Regions from separate parts of the Oryctolagus cuniculus genome. Here region 2 is linked to region 1. Evidence: chromatin contacts called from public Micro-C data. All regions are on one chromosome and are shown on one strand. Each heading gives the region's core, a stretch centred on a gene start, on an enhancer-like site or on the middle of the called end of the contact. The rest is flanking DNA. Distances are from core to core; before and after follow the strand shown.

Evidence for each region. Hi-C and Micro-C count contacts between places; a contact is called where the count stands out from the background.
Region 2: a contact with region 1 is called in a Micro-C map of ear pinna, with 4 times the contacts expected there. The contact joins the enhancer-like site here to the promoter of CCDC9 in region 1. A contact is called at or near these places in 2 of 6 Hi-C or Micro-C datasets (ear pinna and an unstated tissue).

What each region holds. Positions count from the first base shown.
Region 1 is chr18:10,285,038-10,290,199 of mOryCun1.1, reverse strand. It overlaps CCDC9 (coiled-coil domain containing 9), which reads left to right and starts at 1,917. Exons shown (of 13, transcript XM_051837386.2): 1 at 1,917-2,093; 2 at 2,569-2,702; 3 at 4,948-5,015; 4 at 5,126-5,162. The coding sequence starts at 5,013. LOC138846422 (a long non-coding RNA gene) reads right to left here and starts at 1,777. Exons shown (of 2, transcript XR_011383902.1): 1 at 1,213-1,777.
Region 2 is chr18:10,348,266-10,352,983 of mOryCun1.1, reverse strand. SAE1 (SUMO1 activating enzyme subunit 1) reads left to right here. Exons shown (of 9, transcript XM_051837389.2): 5 at 2-101. Among named protein-coding and RNA genes, the nearest start is that of SAE1, 25 kb to the left of the region's middle. Within about 2 kb of position 1,448, at least 2 of the 8 cell types and tissues checked have an H3K27ac peak or open chromatin away from gene starts, as enhancers often do. A contact at or near this core is called in ear pinna, where this site is marked.

The sequences.
Region 1 (5,162 bases), core at 668-3,167:
ACACACACACACACGCGCACAGGCCCACCTAGCATCCCTCTCCGGAGTGCCACATGGCGCACAGCTTCCCGGGCAGGGGCCGCGCGCGTGTGTGTGTGTGTGTGTGGAGTTTTCTTTAGGGCTGTGGCCGGGGTGCTGTGTGTGCCATTGTGTGTCAGTGTGATGGTGTGGGGGTGACACCTGCCACAGCGCCGCCTATGTGCAGGGCTGCGTGACAGCCTGTTCAGTGCGCCCAGTACGCTGGGGCGTGACCCCGGGAGTCAGCGCGCCTCCATCGGAACGGACTTGTGTGGCCCTGGGATGGCACGGGGTCAGAGTGTTGGCGGGAAGGTTTGTGGCTGAGTCTGTAACCATGTGTGTACCCACGCGGCAAGGTGTACTGTGTTAGGCCGCGTGGTGGGCCCCGTGTCACTCCCAGGACGCGCGTGGTGCGTGGCGCGGCATTGTGTACCAGGGTGCGCGTGTATCTCGACCCTGCGGTCTGCGCTGGGCCCGAGCTGTGACCGCATCTGAGCGTGTGCGCGCGGGATTGCGTGGCTCCGTGTCACCGGTGTGCGTGCAACAGTGTGTCCGAGACGGCACCCACCGCGTGCGGCCGGCGGGACGGGGCGGTGCGTGCGCCCTCAAGAATGCCTGTTCCTGGCGACGCTGGGTGTAGGGGCGACTGCGGGGCCGGGCGGCGCTGCGGGGCCCGGGACTGCTGCTGCTCCTCTGCCCGGGCCGGGGCCCGCGTGTGTGCATCGTTTGGCTGGGGCCGCCGCGGCAGGTCCCTGGGCGCGTGCCTGCGCGCGTCGCTGGGTGCCGGGGCAGGCGCGCGCGTCTCCAGGCCTCCTGCCCGAGAACAGCGGCGCCGCGCTCTGATTGGCTGCGGCCGCGCCAGTGAGCGGCTCGCGCCTCCTGCGGGAACTCGGGGACCCGGGGACTTGGGGATGGGGCTCGCACACCGCGGCCCGGGGCTGGGCGGGAGGGGCTGGCCCTCCTCATCCCCATCCCCAGCCACGCTCAGAGTTCACTTTTCACGGTGCGAGGGCAGCCAGGGCGCCGTCTCACCGCCTGGTCCCCGCCCCTCCCCGCAGGCAGCAGGCCCCACGCGAGGCAGACTCCAGGAAGGACTTCCCGCCCCGGCTCAGCACCCGAGCTTTATCGCTGCAGCCAGGAGCGGGCCAGGCGGCCCCGTGGCTTCCGGAGGCACCCGGGCGGGGATGAGCTCACCTCGAGTTGGCTCGGATTTCATCAGCTTCCTCTGCCCGAGCCGCCCCGGCTCGCTCGGCTTCCCGCGCCCCGCACCGGCCGCGCAGGCGAATCTGCCGGGCGCCTGCTGCCCCCCAGCGGCCGGAGGCGGGAGCGCAGGCGGCGCGCATACAGCGCGCTTTGGCCTGGACCAGGCGGGAACACGGGTCAGCTTCTCCGCGGCCCCAGGCGCCTTCAGTCCCGTTTACAGGGCGGAGTGTGAGGTCAGAGCGGCCCAGGGCGTCCCCCGGCAGGCACGGCTGCGGGTGTAGACGCTGGAGAACAGCGCGGGGAAATTCTTGTCCTACCTTCCTGGGGCTGACCCCTTGGCCTGGGGGAGGAGGGAAGACGGACAATGAGGAACATAAGCGACAGCGCACACTGAGTCTTCTAAAGAGAGAGAGCGCGGAGCTGGGCAGGGCGCCCAGGCAGGCTGTCCCTGAGAAAAGTGACAGCTCAGAAAGTGACCGGACAGCAGCGGGAGGAGCAGTTGCAAAGGTCCTGCGGCCACAGGGGGGGGGGCGGCTGGAAGGGCTGGAAGGGGATGAAAAAGAGAGCAGCAGGAGGTGACGTCAGAGAGGGGGCGCTCTGGGCGAGCCCGGGGTGCAGAGCTCTCAGCGCATTCGGTGGGCGAACCGGGGCGCAAGCTCCGAGCGCATCCCGTGCTAGCGAGCGCCCTCTGGTGGCCGAGCGGGACGCAAGCTTGGGCCAGGCTGCAGGTGCGGCGGCCCCGGCCCAGGCCCCGGCGCGGGGGCAGGGGCTTACTGCGGGGGTGCGGGGCCTTGGGCAGCTCACTGCGCGTCTCTGGCTCCGGCTTGCTGCTCTAAGTAGGGAACAGAAACAGCAGAGGACGAGCTGATGAGGTAATAATGCCAAGAGTGAAGGGCTCATTAAATATAGCACCGACTCTCTTCAGGGCTGGGGAGTCCACGGCGCCCAAGCGAATCATGAGAAAACAATAAGAGATATAATGCAGCAGCCCTGTAAGCCTGCAGGCTCTGGGGTTCGTGCCACCTCCTCCATCCAGGACCTACAGATTCCTTCCGGGCCTCCCTCCAGCCCCCTAACAGTTCATCTTCTCTGCACTCGGCCCTGTGCTGCTTTTTAAAACCTCCTAGCTATATGGCCTGGCCAGGGGAGCCCAAGATGCTGCTTCCTCCACGCGGGCTGCCTGGCTTGCCCCGCCCCTCACCCAGGCCTCTTCCCAAAAGGTCACCTCCCCCCAGAGGCCCTCCTGGACCACCCCTGCCCCCTGCCCTCTGCCCTGCCCGCTGTGGCTCCATGTGCTTGACGGCTGGTTCCTGGCCCGACGTCCTGGCCCCCACCTCGCTCCCGCAGGTGCGGGAGGATTTGCAGAGCGAGGGCGCCCCGCCGCCCCTTAGTGGCCAGTGGGCAGCGTCTGCGGCCGCAGGGCCGTCGCGTCTCTCGGACCTTGGTGAAACTGGACCTCAAGGAGCTCCTGGGAAAATGAGGTAAGAGCTGGAGTATTTGGGCTCAAAAATTTTGAAGCTCATGCATAGTGTTTTCCTGGCAGGTGCTTTCTTCTCTTAAAAGATTGATTTGTTAGAGAGAGAGAGAGAGAGAGAGATCTTCCATCCACTGGTTCACTCCCTAATTGCTCAAACAGCTGACGCCCGGAGCCCAGAACTCGATCCTGGTGTCTGACGTGGGCACCTGAGCTGTCCTGTCTGCTGCCCCCAAGGTTGCATTAACCGGAGGCCGGGCGGGGCGGGGCGCTGCTGGGGTGGGGATTTAACCACAGCACCAGAAGAGCGCCCGCATCCGGTAAAGCCGCCGCCTGCGAGGCCGGCATCCCACAGGGGCGCTGGTTCGAGTCCCGGCTGCTCCACCTCCGACCCAGCTCCCTGCTAAGGCGCCTGGGAAAGCAGTGGAAGATGGTCCGCCACAGCCAGGGCCGGGCCAGGGGCCTGGGGCTCTGCCCGGGGCCCCCAGGTGAGCGGCAGGGGCCGGGAGGGACTTGAGCCGAACGCCCACCGCCCAGCCCACCGGGAAGGCGGGGCGCCGATGGCGGGGGACCTCGGGGACAGGCACCCCCCATTCCTATGCGTGGATTTTCACTTTATTAGGAAGGCAGAGAGGGAGGTCTGTCCCTTTGCGAGTTCTGCATGCTGTTTCCACGGGAGACTTCTGGGGACGAAGAGCTGAGGCGAAGTGTCGCCGAACTGGCCGCCCGAGGCGCCCGGGGCTCACTCGGACCCGCTTCCGCCAGCCCCCGCCCCGAGCGCGCGCGGCCCCTTTAAGACTCCCGGAAACGGGCTGGCGGACCGGAAGTGACCCCGTTTATTTCCCCGCCTCACGTGGTGCGGGCGGGAAGTGACGCACGCGGCCCGGGAGCTGCGGACGCGGAGGCTGACGGAGCCGGAGTCGCGGGCGCTGCGGGGTCTCTGGGACAGGTGACCGGGCGAGGGGGCCGGGAGCGCGCCCGGCGAGGGCGGGGCCTGCGCCCTCACGTGAGGGGAGCGACAGCCGGCGGGGGCGGGGTCAGAGGGCTCTGCGGGGGGCGGGGACGGGACGCCCACATGGGAAGCCCGAGGGGCGCTGGCGGGGCGGGGCGTGGGTGGGTGGGCAGGGCCCGGGGGCGGTTCCGGGGGCGTGGCCGCGCGGCGGTGGGGGCGAGGCTGAAAAGTGGCGCCCGGGCTGTGGGCGGGGCCGCGGCGTGGCCGGGGGAGCTGTGGGCGGGGCCGCGGCGCTGGCTGAGCACGCTGGGGGCGGGGCCAGAAAGTTTTGCCCGCGCTGCAAGTGGGTCTTGTTGGACGGCCGGTGGTCCGGGGTGGGTCCAGAGGCTGACGTAAAGGCGAGGGCTGGGCCGAACGTGCTGAGGGGCAGGGGGCGGGACTGGGGTGCTGGCGGGGAACGCCGGGGGGTGTGGCCACCGTAAAGTTTTGCCAGAGCCAGAGGCGCGGCCCCTGCTTCGGCGGGGAAGCTGTGGGCGGGGCCAGGTGCTTGCGTAGGAGAGGGGGCGTGGTCAGGGCGTGGCTGAGTGAAATCCGAGAAGGCGGGCGGGCGCGGGCTCAGGCTGTTGCCTGGGGAGCTACGGGGCGGGCCTGAGAGAACTGTCTGGGAAAGGTCGGGATCTTGGCCGGGTGCGTGACTCAAGGACGTGGGCGGGGCCAGGAGAATGGCGGGAAGGGCGGGACCAGAAAGTTTGGCCCTGGCTGGCTTCTGGGCTTGCCCGGGGCGGGGCCGTGGAGCTGGTCCTTGGAGCACCCGGGGCGGGTCCCGAGCGCGTTTGTAGCGCCTTCCTGGCAGAGGTGAGAGGCTGCTGTGCCTGTCTCAGGATGCCCGGGTGGGGCTGAGCGTCCCCGCGGGAGATGTGCGCAGCGGGGGAGTGGTGTTGGGCCTTGTCTTGAGTGCGGGGTCAGGGCGTGTTTCTGAGGCAGGGCGTGGGAGGGCCGGAGCTCCCTGGAGATGGAGCCGGGCTGAAACGCCCACCTCGGGGCTCTGGAGGCGGCCCTGGAGCGTGCATTTGGAGGGGAGCAGGGGTGGAGGCTCCCTTAGGCGGCGGGCACGGCCCGGGTGTTTCTGAGATGCGCAGGACTGCAGCGGTGCCAGCGAGCGACAGTGGGAAGGGGCAAGGGCCTGAGGGTGGCAGGGTGGGCAAGGATCCTCGGGGGTGCGGGTGGTTCTGTGTCTGCGTGAGGAGCCCCCAGTGCGGGGGGCTGGCGCAGATCGGGGGGCACTGGCCTCTGCCCTCAGGAGCCGCCTGCTGCAGCCAGACCGTGTAGCGGAGGAGTGGCGCGACGCCGGCCGTGGCCAGCGAGATGGTGAGCCCGCAAGTAGGCTTCTGGGAGCGTGAGCTTTGAGGTGGAGGGCTGGGGGGCCGGCCTGGGGTGGGGGCGGTGTCCCCCCGCTTCTCACTGCGTCCCGGCCTCAGGCAGCCGCGCTGGACTTGAAGTCAAAGGAGGAGAAGG
Region 2 (4,718 bases), core at 199-2,698, 63 kb before region 1:
GGGAGAAAACCAAAGTTGCCAAAGTCAGCCAAGGAGTGGAAGATGGACCTGATACCAAGAGAGTAAAACTTGATTCATCTGAGACAACTATGGTAAAAAAGGTAGGAGGGTGTGGGGGGTCAGAGGGCAGAGGTCGGCAACCCTGGGGTCTCGTGGGGACTGGCCATTGCAGTTGCAAGTGAGCAGGTAGTCTGCTTTGTAGCTCTGTAGCCTGGGTTGGGAGTAGGGGGTGTCTTGAGGGGAGGGGCCCATCTTGAGGGGAGGCAGCTGCCTGGGAGCACTAGCTGGAGTACTAGCCAGCTGTTACTGTGAGGGAATGCGCAGGCCCAGGGATTCCAGATGTGACTTTCCAAGGGAACCAGAATGCAGATTTCAGTTTTTAATGCTGGTGTGCCTGCTGTCAGCCAGATGCATTGTGGTTATCAGGAAGGCATTTGGAGCAGAAGGTGGCTCCTTTTCAGTACTTTTTTTTTTCTCAGATTGATTAGACATTTGAGTAAGGTTGTTCGGTGGACAGGAGCCAGTTTAAACCTGCTTTTGTTTTTTGCCTTTTTCTCTTTTACCACAATACAGCCTTTAACGGGAAAAGCCTTCCCTTCCACCTTGAGAACGTAATCAGGCCTTTATTTCCTAAGGCGGTTTACGTTAGGGACTTGGCCTCTATTTGGATGAGGGGCAGTAACTGAATTCATTTTAGAGAAGGACTGGGAGAGGGATCAGGGGACAGTGGTTTCTGTAGCTGTGTGGGAATCTTCAATGGGGGACATAAAGTGGAATGGCCGCCATTGGGTTTGTTGAATGGGGAGCAAGCCAGTGTTTACTGTGCTTTGTAGGTTTGAGTGTTGAGAGAGAAAACCAGCTGGTCGGAATGTGAGTTACAGTTGCTCTAAGGGGGTTTCTGAAGAGTGCAGAGACCACAAAGGAGCCTGCAGAAGCCACAGAGGTGGAACTCAGTGAGGCCACGCTGGGGATTTCTCGCTCTCGCTTTGTGTGTTTGTGTTGGAATAGTTTGACTCTGTGAGTGTGATACAGAGAAGTGATTAAGCCCTAATTTTAGTGTCTATTCACAGGATCATAATTATCCAGAGTGAACATGGGTGTTTTGGCCAAAACTTGAGTCCTTTCTTTCTTCCTTCCTTCCTTCCTTCCTTCCTTTCTTTCTGAGGCCCGTCCAGGCTTATCTGAATAGCTCGGTGAGTTTGTGGGGGGAGATAAATTGTTAACAAACGGAGGAGTACAAAAGCAGCTTTGTGGGCGCTGTCAGTTTATAAATCACACCCTCCTACAAGTGTGACACTTGGCCTTGGTGTGAAGGGTTTTATGGCTTAAGGGCCTTCTCTGATTGAGGCTTGTCTTTCACATTCAAATGCAGGAGCCCTCGCTTTGTTAGCCCTGCACAGCTGGAAGTCCCCCCCACCCCCAGTCTGCTCCTGTGGTGCCCACTGGGGTGGATCTGGAAACCTCTTTTGGGAAGCACTTTGGCTCGCTATGAGGAGAATGTGGGCAGCCCAGGCAGGCTCTGGGCAGCCTCAGCGTACCACTCCTTGGGGCTTCACGGCCGCCGAGCTTCCTGCATGGGACTGAATCTGAAGGTATTAAAATATGCCCCAGCTGGCATTGTTAGTCAGCTGCTGTGCTTGGACAATTCAGGCTTGGATTCCAGCGCCAGCCCGTAAGGTTGCAAGGCATTCAGGGCATTCCTGGTGACAATCCCCGGGATTCCAGACCTTGTCTTTGTGCCCTCCCCCAGACAGCACAGGACTGGCCGGGCTCGGCCACCTTGTACTCCACGCTGCTTCCATTTTGGCCCTGTGATCTCCAAGTTCTCTTCTAACTCAAAATTTCTTTGATTTAAATCCTGCTGTTTTGCCTTAATTGTATGGAATAACAAGTTGAGTTATGATCAGAGAGTGCAGGATTGGGGTGGGGAAGCAGCCACTTCCTGTTTCCTGTGAAAGGTTTCTGGTCAGGGTTCCCTTCCCCTCCCTGTTTTCCTAGGTTCAACCAAATATTGTAAAGCCACTTTTGCTTCAAGGTACACATTGTGCTCCTAAATTAGAAACATTAAAAAACACAGAGGAAAAACAAAGCTTGTGGTTTTCACACCATCTAGGAAGATTCCTGGCCTTTAACACATGTGCCAGAATTTGATAAATAAAGCAGTAGGAAAATGTCTAACTCAGAGATGGGTGCTCAGTACATTGTTTGCTTCCTTTGGTGCCCAGGAGAAGTCACGGGACAGATTTCATCAGAATCGGGTCGTGGTCACGAGCCTGGTATAGACACTGATGTGCAGTAGATAAAGGAGAAAGCAGTGTGGTGCTGGAGAGGAAGGGGCCAAAAAGGCTTTGCAGAGGACGTGTTGTTTGAGTTGGCATGTGAAGAGCAAGTTTGCCAAGCACCAAAGCCCAGACCGGTGCTCAGAGAAAACAGAGTAAGCCAAAAGATAGATGGAGAGGCAGTCTCTCTGTCTTCCCTCACTCTGAAACAGCCAGCTCTTGTAGGACTTGAAAAAGGCCTGCTGTGTGCAAGGTGCTCTAGTGGGTGCAGGGAGGCATGTCCAGCTGTGCTGTCTCAGTTTGTAGCCGGGAAAGATGGAGTGACCTGCCCCAGGTACCAGAGCTCAGGGGGAGGAATGGGTGCAGAGAGCAGACAGTGGACCAAGGCCCAGGCTCTCCAGACTGCCCTGCAAGGTCAGCCTCTTGGGAGACTCGAGGTTAATATGAAGGTTTATGAGGATAATCAGATACAGTATTTGAAAATTTGTGTCATTCTAGAAGTTCTTGGGGATAAAAAGCAATGTCACACTCCCATGTGGCTGTTCACTGCTTCATTGTGAGTTATGTGTGTTGTTGGAGGCTGCGAGAGATGGTTAGACGTGTGCCTGATGGTGGTCATGCTCCATACTGTCTTTCAGATTTAAACACAGAGGACAGTGTATTTATTTTTTCGAAAGGCAGAGCAGCAGAGACAGATCTTGCATCCACTGGTTCACTTCCAAATAGCTGCAAGAGCCAGGGCTGGGCGGGACTGAAGCCAAGAGCCAGGCGCTACATTCAGGTCTCCCACTAGTGCAGCAGGGATCCAAGCACTTGAGGCATCACCAGTGCCTCCCAGAATGTGTTAGCAGGAACTATAAGAAACAGAGTAGCTAGGGCTCAAATTGTCACTCCGGTTTCCAGGTCTTTTGATGATTGATCAGCAGTGTGGGAAATCTATTTTTTTTAAAAAAAGATTTATTTATTTGAGAAGCATGGTTACAGACACAGAGAGAGAGAGAGGTCTTCCACCCACTGGTTCACTCCCCAAATGGTTGCAAACAACCAGACCTGTGCCGATCTGAAGCCAGGGGCCAGGGGCCTCCTTTGGGGGTCCCAGATGGAGGTAGAGGGGCCCCAGTACTTGGGCCATCTTCCACTGCTTTCCCAGGCTACCAGCAGAGCTGGGTCAGAAATGGAGCAGCTGAGACTCAAACTGGCAGTTGGAGGCCTAACCTACTACACCACAGCACCAGCCCCTGTTGTATCTTTTGGAGGGCTGCGGAGACTGTGATCTGAGTGTGGTAGTAAAGACCAGGTTTGCTGGGTGCCCTGCATGCCGTAGGAAATAGTGGCCTTTCTCTTTTGAGCCCTGTCATTACTGTGTTCTCCTGTTCCAACTTTGACACACCCAGTTCTCTGGAGAGAGAATCCAGCTGGCCCACCTGGCTTTCACCTGTGGGCCTTTATACCCATTACAGACAAGACCACTGGGAGTCTTATTCCCAGATGCCCAGAAATATCCCTGAAAGTGTTGTTGCAGATAGACTCAGAGAAGTAAGTAAATTTGTCTAAGGTTACAAGTTAGAGTAAGAAGAAGGAATAGCTCAGCCCTTAGCCCCCGGTGAAAAAGGCCTCTGTCCTTGGCCCTAGTGCTGGAAAAACTCCCTTCTTGGCGCTTTTTCAGTGCTTCTCCTCCTGGAGTCAAGGCAATGTGCCAAACCAGTTCTCTATTACATTCCTGATACTTGGTACTCCTGGCATCTATGTCCAGGCCATCCCAGGTTTTTTTGTGGACTCCTTCCCTGGTCTACCTCCAGAGTATAGACCTTGCTCCGTTGTCTGAATGGAATGCCTAGTCCTGAGATGAACAGCAGGGTGGCCTCAGGCATTGTGGGACAGACTCAGAGGTGGCAGGGGGCCAGCTTTCCCAGTGTACCTTTCTCTGACACAGAGCTCCGAAAGAGTGTGAAAATTTCAAATTTGAATCCCACCTTCCAGGTGGATATGCAGAATGCACAGCTGTTAAGGCAGGAGAATATGGTGTACTTTATATAACAGTTGTTGGTCTGATTTCTATTCAAATATGCAGATGAAGTAGGTGGGTCTTTATGCTCTTTTCTGTTTTTTTTAAGACTTACTTTATTTATTTGAAAGGCAGAGTTACAGCAAGAGAGACACACACAGAGATCTTCCATCCAGTGATTCACTCCCCAAATGGCTGCAGTGTAGCTTCATCCAGCTCTCCACGTGGGTACAGGGATCCAAGGATCTGGGCCATTTTCTGCTGCTTTCCCAGGCACATTAGCAGAGAACAACCCATTATGCCACAGTGCCAGCCCTGGTCTTTATACTTTTTTGTTTTGTTTTGGGCAATTATTGAACTTTTTTTTTTTTTTTTTTTTGACAGGCAGAGTGGACAGTGAGAGAGAGAGAGAGAGAGAAAGGTCTTCCTTTTTG